3 separate regions of the Drosophila melanogaster genome follow, and all the other regions are linked to region 3. A link is a contact called in public ChIA-PET and HiChIP or PLAC-seq data. All regions are on one chromosome and are shown on one strand. Each heading gives the region's core, a stretch centred on a gene start, on an enhancer-like site or on the middle of the called end of the contact. The rest is flanking DNA. Distances are from core to core; before and after follow the strand shown. Region 1 overlaps hth (homothorax). Region 2 holds the start of jumu (jumeau). Region 3 holds the start of Cyp12e1 (Cytochrome P450 12e1).

Region 1 (4,535 bases), core at 1,721-4,220, 81 kb after region 3:
GCTTCTTATGCTCAGTTCCTGCCGGCTCAAATTGCGCAAAATAAATACACATTTAGAGAGCTATAGTCCTGGGGGCGATGCGATATTCCCCCAGGATTAGTGTCCTGCTCGCTCGGACCGACTTGCTCGGCAAAAGGTGTCCTGCCCGCCTGCCCATAAATAACCAAAAGTGTCAACATTTTATTTTGCTATTTTCTGCCAAGGTTCCCCCGTCCATTCCATTCCCATCCACTCCACTCCTCCCCAGTTCGGCTTTCCTTTTTCCGCAGGACCTTTCTACGCAGTGTTGCGTGCCTAAGCGAATCGGATGGGCAGGGTCCTTCGGATACCATAGTATTTGTTAATTTGGAGTGTGCTTCGGTGAGCGCGAAATTCAATTTAATTGAGCTGAGTGCCTGCCAGGCGGCACAGCTCTCACACATTTCTCGCCGGATTTTATTGTGGCCTGTCTTAGCTTAAAAGCATTCCACGCCAAGCCAACCCAAGTGAACCCAGGCCACGTCGGAGCAAACTGCATAAAAGATTCAGCAGCGCTTTTAACTTGCTTGAAAAGCTTTTCCATCTCCATTCCTATTTGCGCATCTTGTAGTTTGGCTGCATTTTGCAGTTTTCAGCTTGCCGAGTGTCAAGTTCTGCCTGCTGTCGCATAATGTGCAAAATTTGATGAAGTTACAGTCTCCAGGAGACGTTTCTTTGCCACGTATCCCAAGCTTAATGCACTCCGGGATCTCTAGGATTTCCAGTTTTCAGTTTCCCCCACCTTATGAGCAGGGCCCATAATTTTGTTTGCCACATTCTTTTCACCTTTTTTGCCTGTCGACCTGTGGCAGGTTCTATTTCCTTGGCGTGGGCTGGCTTATAAATTTGTTTTCGGCCAGATAGTATTATTTTCTCATACGGTGTGCTTGGTGTGTGTGCTCTGGTTTTGGTTGCGAGTGGAATCTTACGGTCAAGTCAGGGAATAAAGCGTGTGAGTAATGGACAGCCCAGGGCGTCGTTTACCACATTATGATGTTGTGTGTTTGAAAGGATATCTGATCCGATACGATCGGATCTCTGACGGCATACTCACCAATTATTCACTTGCAGTATCGTTAGGCCGGTGTCCTGGGCCAATTGTTTCTTCTGGTCCTCGGATGGGTAGGGATGCTGAAAGGAAATGTCAAAATGATATGATTACAATATTATATTTGCGTGTTTGAAGTTTTCTCTTTAGTACTGTACATATATTAAATGGAAGTTGTTTACATGGAATAAATATGGAAAACCCTGTCCTGACAAATTTCGGAGCTGGGCAAACTGTTGCAGTGCCCAATTTATTTACAATCTATCTAGCCAACCGGCCAAACAATCGATCAATCATGGCCGCAATAAAACCGAATGGGAACCTGTCAGCCCGCGTGGATGGCTGCACTTGAAACGCAGCATTTTCGGGTGTTTTTGGTGTTATCAGGGGACCGGTTGCAGTGCGTCCTCCTTATCAGCAGTGCCACTCAAAGTGTCCTCAATTGCCGCTACCTTAGGGGGTTAAGCACGGGGAATCGGACCGCATGGTGTGGGTTAAGGGAGGTGGGGCGGTGCAATTGGAGCGCGTGTCTAGCGCCAAATGGGCAAACAAATGCCAACGAGTAGTCCACTTCCCATAAATCTTGCAGTCGAACCGCCGACACAGTGGCGTCAGTGGGTAAATAGTTTGGCTAAAGTGAAAGTGCCACTCCCCCTGGACAGGCGACCCGCCCCCTTAACCCCTATGGCTGCCCAGCAGCTAATCTAATCGGCTGGCTGCCCTGGCGCTTATTACAATTTCTTTTATTTGCCTAGTTGTTGTGCACTTATTGTTGATTCAATGATTCCGATCGCAGCACAATTTCACTCCATTAATGCTGCTTCGACTGTTACAGGGGAAAGAAAATATCCGAACATTTTTGAATGGCTCAAGAAGTTAATTTTGTGTATACGTCTACTCATAGAGCAGCTTTTTAGCATACTTCAATTTTTTCAGTGCATTAAAGGCAAGGGTTTAACCAGTCACCTGGCGGCTGTCAAAAAATTATTTCTAAGGATCTCCGCTCAGCGGAAGTTGCCGTCAAATGATTTTGGCTTTGTTTCGCCCTCGAAAAATCGGGATATGCTTGTGCGCGTGCTCGAAGGACGAAGGAGCCTTTGTGTTTTAACCCTCGACTGGCCGCAATCGTTTCCGGCAGCTGTGGGCGGTTCCTGCAGCTTTTGGGCCACTCGTCACCAGTCGATAATTGTGATTCAAGGGGATCCCATTCCGCAGTCTGCAAATGCAATTTTGTCGTTGCACTGGTCTAAGAAAATGTCTGGCAATTTACGGTCGGCCCCGAAAAATGTATGAACTGTCACCCATACACAGACACAGAGAGGTTATACATATAAGGCGGGGCCATTCCAATCGAAATGTGCAACGCTGCACATCCTTGTCTTCGTCTGTGTCCTTGTATTTGTGTGTCTATCTGTGTGCTGGCATGTCCTGGCCGGCTGTAATGCAATTTAGTTGCCGCTGTTGCTGCTGTTGTCCTGCAGCAGCGAGGGCTTGGCCTGTGTAGCTGTGTAGCTGTGGGCTCCTTAAATGCATTTGCCTTATTGTTTGTGTTTAATAAATTTTACGTGTTGTCTTGCTGCTGTCCAAAGTCCAAGTTGTAGTCCTGCCCGGCGGCAATAGTTGTTTGCTGTCCTGTCGAGGCCAGGACTTTCAGCCTGACACGCCCGCACTTTCGGCCAGCAACAACAAAACTGCCAGATACGAAATACTATATGAAATTTGCGTATTGACAAATAAACGTAGGAGCCATGTAAATACAATGGACATGCCATTGGCAATGTTGCCTCATTCCATCGCAACTGCTGCTGCACCTCGTTTTCTCATCCATATAAAATGTTCAAGAAGTCAGAAGGCATAAATTACATGCAGGTAAATTAAAATGGAATTTATAGCATACTTTGTGGCGCACATCTATTTGCAGAGATGGCTTTCTCACAAGAAAAGCAGGCAGTGGGTGGGTGGCTTTGGCTTTGGCTGATTCTAGATGCAGGTGGAGCCTGGTTATTGATTTGATGTTGTGGCCAACACGAGCCGAGACATCTGGCAGTAGCAGGAACAACTTTGTGGTTGTCAATGGGGAAAAGGAATGGTCTACGAACTCCGAATAATTGAGAGTCCAACTTCGGGAATAACATATATTTTGAAATTTAATGCCTGCAGAGGGAAGGTTATATAAGCCAAAATATAAATCAGCCGTATACGGCAACCTTACAAATAGTATTCTAATATCAAATAAATATTTTATTTCCAAAGCCCAAAAGTTTTCGTTTTCATTAATCACCAGTGCCAAGAATAAGATCATAACTAAATCCATTACCTTTGTTACCCAGAACATCACAGCACAAGACATAGATTTCTTTAGCAACTATAAATACGACAGACTTGTCCCAACTGAGTATAATCCTTTATACATATATCTGGCAGGTCAAGTTCGTTGACTTGCCCGACTCTTGGGGATCACAAGTGCATATATATCATTTGCAAAAGCTTTTCTTTCAACGCCTACTCTCCGTCATGAGTGTACTCCCAAGAGCTTAGCAGCCCGTCTCCCTCTGCCCCGGACGTGCTGTCTCTGTCTGCTTAAGCGTTTTTCTTTCAACTGCACTTTGTTGCACCAATTAGACTAATGAAAGCAATTATGCATTTCGCACTCACACACATGTGGGTAAATGCATGCATGTGGATATGCAGAGAGTGCATAACATGTCAAGTAGAAACAAAGTCCATTTGGTTTATTAATTTACCATACGACAAAATAATTAATTACTGTCACGCCTTTAAGTTGTCGCCCCATCCCCGGCCCCTAGTCACTCGCTCCGTCTCTTTCTATCGCTGGGCTGGCCGTCTCTTTCTTTTTTGTGATTCCTGCCTTCTGTCTGCTGTCTTCCGTCCCTGTGGCAACTTGACTCGCTCCACTTTTTTGCCAGCATATTTTCACTTTGTTGTGTGTTTATTTAAACTTGGCAAATGAATTTAAAACAATCATCGCACACTGATGTGTGTGGAGTGTGTTGGGCGGGGGGCTTGGGGTTTACTTACTCCTTTTCTCCCCCTGCTGACAAGTGGAAGGCCCACGGGCCCGGGCCCCAAAGAGAGAGGGAGAGAGAGAGAGAGACCCCCATTTAATTGGACCTGGGCCCAATGATGTCAACATGACTGCAACGCCGTGACACATGGCACAACAAGCCCAAGAAGTCAGGTCCCGCTTTGCACTCACCGTCTCTGTACCCCACATTCAACATACACATGAGGCACCAACAACGGGCAACCAAGCGATGCCAGCGATGCCGACGCCATTAACAACGCCAAATGCGACGCCATTTGTGAAACAAGCCAACGGCAACAGCAACAACAGCAACATCGCCAACTGCAGCAACACCAACTACACTTGCAACAGCGACGGCAGCAACAACAACCACGTTGGCAGCAAATTGCAGCGGTGAAAATTGCATTGCCACAGCGAAGAAAA
Region 2 (4,486 bases), core at 442-2,941, 85 kb before region 3:
GCTGGGATACGTTATGGAAAATTACTAGAGTGCATTACTGATTTCTTTGAAATAATGGAAGTGGCTGGTTTGGACCACCCAAATACGTCACTATATATATATATATAATTTTTATAATTATAATATATAATATTATAATTTTTAATAAATGAACTGCAAGCTAAGGGCTTTATTTCCTGCGACTGAACTTAAGTGGTTATTATAAGTTTATTAAGTGGTTATATATCTTTGGGAAAAATATTTCAGATATTTTTAAATTTGTGACTTCGTGTTTGGAAGTAGCCTGGTTGTCTAGTGTCGCGCCACTAACCAAATAACCTATTTACCTTTTTACTGAAATTCCCACATCTTATTGCACTTCGCTTGAATCTACACCAAATTTCCATTATCTTGATTTTTTGAATTTTCTACGTTAGCTTTGAACCGAAAATGGTGGTTACTCGCAGTGCAGCTACGAAGAAGCAGAACCAAGTGCTGACCTTATCTGACCAGAACATCCTAGCAGAATCTTCGAGGACCAAAGGACCTCCTGTGCCCAAGAAGAATGTTAAGAAATTGCCGACTGCACGTCAGTGTGTCAAGGTGGCTGCAAATCTTCTAGACGCACAAGAACCTAACGAAAATGAAGTAAGAAATATCCAAAGATATATAAATATTTGTTCAAACATTACAAAATATAAAATATTTAGAACACAGGAACCCAAAGGAAGGATGGAAAGCAACTGGATTCCAAATTGAGTTCCACAGTCCAAAATACAGAAGCAGCGAGGTCCAAAGAAACTCCTGCACCCAAGAAGAATGTTAAGAAACTGCAGGCTGCACTTCCGTGCGCCGACGCGGCTGCAAATCTTTTGGAGGAACAAGCATCTAATGAAATGAATGAAGAAGGACCTCCTGTGCCCAAGAAAAATGTGAAGAAACTTCCGGCTGCACGTCAGTGTGTCAAGGTGGCTGCAAATCTTCTAGACGCACAAGAATCTATCGAAAATGAAGTAAGAAATATCCAAAGATATAAAAATATTTGTTCAAACATTACAAAATATAAAATATTTAGAAAACAGGAACAAAAAGGAAGGATGGGAAGCAACTGCAGGCACAAAATTCGAATGAAAATGAAGTAAGAAATATCAAAAGATATGCATATATTAAAATATTATAAAATATATAATATATTTAGAAAACAAGCACATTAAAGAAGGATAAAAAACTACTGGCTTCCAAAACTCCAGAAGCAGCGACAAACGATAATGTAAAATGAAGATACAGATACTAATAATATTAGTATTTATAAAATTCCAATTTTAGGCAAATCCAAATATGAAACCAAGCCTAAAGAAGTCGACAAGGGAGCACAAGTCCAAAAAGTGTAATGACATTCAAAAAGCTGGAAAAGATCACATCGAACATCAAGCCGAATAATTTGTATCACGTTGCGTTAATTGTTTTTGTTTTTAAAGTTCAAAATTGATTTTAGTTGCTTTTATAAGCAAAAATATAAATATAAATAATTAAGAATACCTAATAACAAAGAATGCCGAACAGTGAGGTTACCTTTTAAAAAGCCGTTACACGCAGGGTTCGTTTCCCGGCTAAATGGTTACCCGAGCTCCCAACCTGCCACTGGTTGCGGTGCCGTGTATTGTCAACGTTTTCCAAAAACGGAGGTACGGTCACTCCAGTCTCGGGCGCTCTCATTTTTCGTTCGAATTCTGACCGGGCGGGTTTATTTTATCATTGCTCCGCGACTTCGAATACGAGACCGGTGTTGTGCGCTCCTGATAACTGCGATATATTGAGCGCGAGCGCCATGTCCTTTTGCTGGAAGTAGAATTTGAAAAGTGCAGAGATCACGGCTTGGATTGCCAAGGAACAACGGTGTTGAGACTGAATATATTTTTTGTGCGCTGTTTCGAAATAGAACCGTTAATTGGAATTGGCAGTAAGAAGCAGAGAGGCGGACGATATTCCGGTGAAATCTTCGCCAGGCGGAAACATCGATCAAAACAAAGTGCATGCTAAAAACATAAAAGATTCAACATGTTCGAACTAGAGGATTATTCGAGCGGCATACATGAGGGATTCTTCAGCAAATATGCGGTGAGTTGAAACAAAAAAGGCGAGCTAAGCGAGAATAATAACTTTTCGCGAACATTTCGCCGGCCGGCCACACGCACCCATACACTCGCATGTGCCGAGACACAGACAGGCGCAATTTTTGAATTTAACGTTCGGTCTCCACGTTCCCCACACCCCAACTGTTCCCATACCGACATGAAGAGCAAAACCCACCACCAAGAACAGTTTGGCGGCGAAACTTTGGTTCCACTCGCCATCTCGCTCGCCCCTGCGGCCAAATATTCCCCGCCTCGCTCGCTCCAAAGCTGTGTTGTTGACTCGCCAATTCGCCCTCGCCGCGTTTAACGTTTGTGTGTGTGTGTGTCTGTGTTTACATTTGATCGTTAAACTTTGAAAAATTTCTTTTTCGCCCAAAAAATTGATGATTAATTACAACCGGAACAGCGGAGCGCCGATAAAAAATAATGGAAGTATAGTACCATTGCGTTTGAGGAAGTCTGCTGTTTATTTTGGGGGTTACTAACTCGGCTAGCCGCAGAATTCACCTCTGTTAAGCGACTGTTATTTGCACTTAATTGTGGACATCAATTCACTTTTCACGGGAGGGGATTGCCTGTATTATTCTACTTGTATTATTAAGACACTTGGAGTATTTTACTTTGGCGCACACAGCACAAGTCTTTCTTTTGTTGTAGCCATTCGCAATTATTTGGCTTATTTATTTTCTGTCACACACAGCGGCGGATGAAACAATAGCACACCTTATAATATATTATTTCTTGCAATTTATAAGGTTTAAGAATTTCTTATCTTCATTTTCAAAGAGTAACTCTATAATATAACACAGTATGAGAGGAGAAGGTACCAAAGATTTTTTTTTAACTAAAAGGATTATTTCTTCGGCATAAATTTACTTGTATAATGTTAGAGAGTTTCTCTGGTCGAGTATTCACTGTAGAGTTACGTTATCACATTCTACAGTTTAGCACAGGTTAATAAATTTGCAGTCCTATTTCCTTGGCCGCCAATATGCGCTGAGTACTTTAGTGTGTTTCTCCGCCGGTTCGCTGAGTTTTTCGTCTGGTGGCCTCTTCTTCGGCTTTTGCGTTTTAAACTTTTTGAAGGCCAAGCGTTCACCTCGAATCTCTCGGTTTTCATCTGTTTTAGTCACAGTCCAACCAAGTGGCTAATGATTTTGGGCCAGAAAGTGGGGGTATGGCTTTGAAGTTTGGGCTAAACTGACCGCCTAAATTGTCAGTCCGTCAGAGGAACTGACCTCCAGCAAAGTTTGCACATTTTCAATAGAAAATCAAACGAACGGACTTGGGAAAACACGTGCGCCTGTTACTTGCAACATGCAAAACTCCACACACGCACGCACGCACAATCTACAAGTGTTGCGAATTCCCAGTAAGCGTGTGCGTGTGCGAAGGGGAACAAAGAAAAGCAAACAAAATAAATCGTTTCATCTTGTACGCTTGTGTAAGTGCGAGAACAAAAGAAAACCAAAAAGCAACAGTCGACAATAATTCCCACATCAAAAGCTTTTCTCCCACCTTCTCCATCTCTTTCGCACTGTTCTCTTTCGTCTCCGAGGTTTCGGCAACCTTTGTTGCAGCAACATGGCAGCAAAGAAAGAAATTAGTGAAACAAAAATCAAAGCAAAAAGCCAACAAAGAACAACTTCAAAGTTCAACGCGCTTTCCACTGGGGCCTTTCAAATGGGGCGATTTCAGTGGGTGGCGGCACACCTACCCCAAAATGCGCAGTAGGTGGGAAAGAGATGGGCGCACAAGGATTGTGGGAGGACTGCCACTTGTCTGCATTTCGCTCTGCTGCCGAATATGAGCGCCCAGCTGTATGCCGCATAGATTTTCTCACGGCCCCAGCGCACACACACCCATACACATATTGGTACAAACACTAGTCTGGGGGCAGTTGCTATTACCCATATAAAACTTCAGAGCGCCTAAATCGTGTAATACCAAAAAGATACTTGAAACTATGCAAAGTAAGATATAGACTAATTTAAATACAACTTATTATGTGTCCACATGTCATTTGCATTTTGAAGAAATGCATTGGCTTCTCTCCCTTTCTTCTTTCTATAAGAAAATGTAAATCTCCATGAAGCCAACTGTTTGTTTGTATGGCAATTAAGTTAATGAACAAAGAAGTTATGGAGCTTGTGTAATTCGTAAAAATCGTAAGATGCCTCACCAAACCAACTAATTGCCCCAAAAAACCCTCACAGTCTCAGCAAATGGACTTCCAGGCTAAAAATAAACATTTGGCAAATCTGATTTCTTGAAACACATGCAGTTAATGAATGAAATAACCCGGAGAATCTGCCGATTTACTTCCCGCTAAACCGAGAGATTTGAAAACGATTTACGACCCTGGATCATCC
Region 3 (4,102 bases), core at 498-2,997:
AAGCTCATGCGGCGAAATTTGTTCAGTTTTCGCTGCAAAGAAAAATCAAAATCTCTGCACTGAGGGGAAAATAACGATCACATATAATTCGATATAAAGTTGCTTAGTTTTTTGCCATTTCTGATATTCTTTTTAATATTATGTAATTGTTTTCATAAATGTATTTATGGCACCCAAAAAACTGTATTGTTTTAGCAACTCTTTCTGCGTTCTATTCTCTTCCTATTATCCTTTTTCTTTATTCTGTGCAAGGTCCTACCCTTTTGCCCTATGCTCTGCTATTTGTAAAATAATAACATAAAATATGGCTGGCCTTGAACAATTTACTTTTATTTTATTATTATTGCCCAGCCTCCGTTGAAACTCCGCTTCAACATGTGAATCGTTCTTTCCTCTCTTTCCTTTTGTAAATGTGGGTGTATGTGTGTTTTCGTGTGGGTGAGATGTCTGCATTGTTGTTGCGCCCCGCTTTTAGCTTCATTAAATTTATGTTGCAACCCACCCGCCGACCCCGCTTACTCCAAATATCCTGGGCCTAGTTGCACGTGCCGCGTGGCCGTAAAACAGATCGTAAAAGTTTATTACTTGCGGCTTTTGTTTGTTACTCTGTATGTGTGTGCTGCTTTCTCTTTTCCCTACGACTATGTGTGTGTGTGTGTGTGTGGTGCGCTCTCGCCTTTTCGATGTGTTTGTGTGAACCGCCGTCGCTGTCAGCTGTCAAATTGAATTTGTTTATATTGCCAACAGCTCGCCGCTCCAACAGGTTTCATTTTCACTCCCGTCCCGGAAATCATTGCGTCATGCTGATATTTTGTATTTTAACACCCCTCCGTCGCCCTCTGACTGCCACGCCCCCTTTTTTCCGGCCACGTCATCCTCAGGCTTTGTGTTTAGGCTGCAAAAGTCGATTTTTGTTGGTTTAGGTCAGTTTAGTTAGCTGGCTTTGACAGCTCAAAGTCGAGGTCAACTTTTGTATGCCCATCATCAGCTGTCTCTGTGTGAGTGTGAGTGTGAGCGAGCGTGTGTGTGCGTGCTCGAGTGTCCCTGTGTGTGTGACTGGGTTTCAGTCGGTGGGTGTGTATGTCCTTACACAGGATATATTTATGGGCCCGCTTGTCGAGACGCTTACACTCGCTGCGACGCGTCCTTGTCAGTTGCCAAAAACATAAAAAATCGATTTTATTATAGCCGTCAGTCTGGCCCGTCTATATAGATTTTCTGTCACCGCTGATATTGCCTTTGTCTGGGTATCGTTGTCCCTGTGTGGGTGTGTGTTGGTGACAGGCTTAAATTTCCGGCGGCTCTGCTAAGGTTTTTAAAGATCTAACAGGGTCAACGTTGCGTATGCGTTATGTGTAAGTTAGCTAGGGAAATTATAAGCTTAACATGAATTTAGATACCTTAACAGATAGTGAACGCTATGTGGCGACTATTAGAGTTTGAATGTATCATACACTTATGCTAAACATTGGATTTATTTGTAGAATGAGTACACAGAAATAACAGACGAAAGACAAAATATAGAATTAAGATAGGCATTCCAATTATGACATCACAAAAGCTTATTTCCAAGTTTTGCAATCTTTCCAACGAAATCGAGACCAAAACAAATTGCTGAAAAAAACATAAACAAAATTAATCAAATATTCACCCGCTGAGAAAAAGAGCGAACTGGAAAGCTTTGCAAAGCTCACTAAATGTGAATTAATTCAAAAAGTTTACTAATCGAAAGTTGAAAGAATCTTTTTAGTCTGCAAAATGTTGTCAACGCAGTGGAACGCAAATAAACAGATCTCTAGGCAGATCTACCAGCTATGCAGGGGTCTGGCCCAAAAGGTAAGGAAAATATATTTTAAATATATATTTATATGTGTATGTAGCATAAATCAATAGGCCACAGCAGTGAACTTGGAAGAGGCCAAACCTTATGCTGATATTCCGGGACCCAGTAAATTGCAATTGATCAGAGCTTTTCTGCCGGGCGGTAAGTGAAGGAAAAGCTTTCCAGTATTCTCTCATTCGAGAATTGTTGATCTTTTGTTGAAATCCTCTCTTAAGGTCTCTATAAGAATTTGCCGGTCCACGAAATGTTTCTCGATATGAACCGACAATATGGAAGTATCTTTCGGATGCCCAGTGTGGCAGGAACCGATTTGGTGCTAACGATGAATCCTCAGGACTACGAAGTAATCTTTCGAAACGAGGGTCAGTATCCTTATAGAAGGAGTTTTGAGGTAATGGACTACTTTAAAAGGGTTCACCGGCGGGAAGTATTCGATGGCTATGATGGGTTGACTTCGGGGTAAGTAAACTAGATTTGAGGAGTAATATGACATTTATAAACTTTTAGAAATGGACCTGCTTGGGGCAAAATGCGCACTGCTGTCAATCCCATTTTGTTGCAACCACGTAACGCCAAGCTTTATATGACGAATTTGGTACAAGTAAGCGATGAGTTTCTGGAGCGGTAAGCAATGTTAGAATTTTCACTAAAATCTAAAAGAACTTCTTTAATTAAATTTAAGCATTCGCATTATTCGAGATCCTGTTACGCAAGAGATGCCAGATGACTTTGCCGTGGACATTCGGCATTTGGTGATCGAATCGATTTGCTCTGTTGCCCTGAACACACATCTTGGCTTATTGGGAGAACAGCGGAATAACAAGGATATTCAAAAGCTCGTCTTGGCTCTGCAAGATGTAGTTGAGCTGGGCTTTCAGCTGGACATTATGCCCGCATTTTGGAAATATTTGCCAATGCCTAATTTCAAGAAGCTCATGCGTTCATTGGATACAATTACGGACTTTTGCTATTTCCACATTGGGAACGCTTTAAAACGGATCGAGGAGGACGCCAAGGCTGGAACACTGAATGAGATTGGTTTGGAAACTAGCCTGCTGGAGAAGCTGGCCCGCTTCGATCGCCAAACAGCAGTGATTATAGCCATGGATTTGCTATTTGCAGGAGCGGATCCTGTAAGTTTACAATTGAATCACTTCAAAATTATTAAAGTTCATTCTATTTCATTGGCAGACTCTTGTAACCCTAGGAGGAATCTTATTCAGCCTGTCCAAGAGTCCTGACAAGCAGGCTCGACTTCTGGAGGAGATCAGGGGAATATTACCCAACAAGGACTCATCGCTGACCATAGAAAATATGAGAAATCTGCCCTATCTAAGGGCCTGCATCAAGGAGGGCATTCGCATGTATCCCATTGGCCCGGGAACCCTTCGCCGAATGCCCCACGATGTGGTGCTCAGTGGATATAGAGTTGTGGCCGGAACGGATGTTGGCATTGCGGCCAACTACCAGATGGCCAATATGGAGCAGTTTGTGCCCAAGGTTCGAGAATTTATCCCTGAGAGGTGGCTGCGCGATGAATCCAACTCCCATTTGGTGGGTGAAACTGCCACTCCTTTTATGTATCTTCCCTTTGGTTTTGGACCAAGATCTTGCGCAGGCAAGAGGATTGTGGATATGATGCTGGAGATCGCCATTTCGCGGTTGGTAAGAAACTTTAAGATCGGGTTTGACTATCCCATTGAAAATGCGTTTAAGGCACAGTTCTTTGTGCAACCAAACATTCCCTTTAAGTTTAAGTTTATAGAGCGAAACGAATAATGTTGATGATGCTTGCAAAATATATATCATTGTTCACTCAGGAAAACACGCCTTAAAATAATACAAATTGAATATTATGTGCACAAAAAAACCTATTTAAAGATGATATTGTATAGATAAAAGGTTTCTTAATATTCCCACTTTTTTTTTGAGTCAACAACAACTTGTAATCGCCTGGCTAAAGACATTCAAGTGCTTTTGGTTGCATTCACATGTCCTCGTCGCTGAAGTGTCCTTTTGAACTCAATACGGCAACATCCACTTGAGCCAACATATCTTTACTGCTGTCCCAAAATAACTTTGGCATTTGCCGGCCATGTGAAGAGGACTCTTGACTGCAGAGAAAAAATACGTCGTGTAATTTATGTATATGGAGGGGTGGTGACTGGAGTCTTGAAAATCTTGAGAAAAGGTATTTTAAATGAGCTTTTGTTCGCAAACAACTTTAAACGAATTATCTTATAGTCTAAAGTATGAAGA

What was found. ChIA-PET counts read pairs in DNA pulled down with a chosen protein or histone mark. HiChIP or PLAC-seq counts read pairs in DNA pulled down with a chosen protein or histone mark.
Region 1: a contact with region 3 is called in a CP190 HiChIP or PLAC-seq map of the Kc167 cell line, with 2.5 times the contacts expected there. The contact joins the enhancer-like site here to the promoter of Cyp12e1 in region 3. A contact is called at or near these places in 17 of 107 Hi-C or Micro-C datasets (the Clone 8 cell line, the Kc167 cell line, the PNm cell line and 9 more) and 1 of 6 datasets of contacts at active chromatin or transcription factors (the Kc167 cell line).
Region 2: a contact with region 3 is called in an RNA polymerase II ChIA-PET map of the S2 cell line, with 4 times the contacts expected there. The contact joins the promoter of jumu here to the promoter of Cyp12e1 in region 3. A contact is called at or near these places in 3 of 107 Hi-C or Micro-C datasets (the Kc167 cell line and the S2 cell line) and 1 of 6 datasets of contacts at active chromatin or transcription factors (the S2 cell line).

The regions. Positions count from the first base shown.
Region 1 is chr3R:10,513,196-10,517,730 of dm6, forward strand. It overlaps hth (homothorax), which reads right to left. Exons shown (of 14, transcript NM_057228.5): 12 at 1,073-1,149. Among named protein-coding and RNA genes, the nearest start is that of mir-4944, 2.3 kb to the left of the region's middle. Within about 2 kb of position 2,971, at least 14 of the 39 cell types and tissues checked have an H3K27ac peak or open chromatin away from gene starts, as enhancers often do. A contact at or near this core is called in the Kc167 cell line, eye imaginal disc, larval brain and 1 more, where this site is marked.
Region 2 is chr3R:10,348,491-10,352,976 of dm6, forward strand. jumu (jumeau) reads left to right here and starts at 1,692. Exons shown (of 3, transcript NM_079578.3): 1 at 1,692-2,097. The coding sequence starts at 2,038. It overlaps CG31406, which reads left to right and starts at 271. Exons shown (of 5, transcript NM_169341.3): 1 at 271-627; 2 at 690-992; 3 at 1,055-1,117; 4 at 1,178-1,249; 5 at 1,306-1,520. The coding sequence starts at 430. The coding sequence ends at 1,419.
Region 3 is chr3R:10,433,042-10,437,143 of dm6, forward strand. It overlaps Cyp12e1 (Cytochrome P450 12e1), which reads left to right and starts at 1,748. Exons shown (of 6, transcript NM_141746.4): 1 at 1,748-1,836; 2 at 1,894-1,984; 3 at 2,059-2,302; 4 at 2,351-2,467; 5 at 2,526-2,976; 6 at 3,035-3,663. The coding sequence starts at 1,759. The coding sequence ends at 3,622.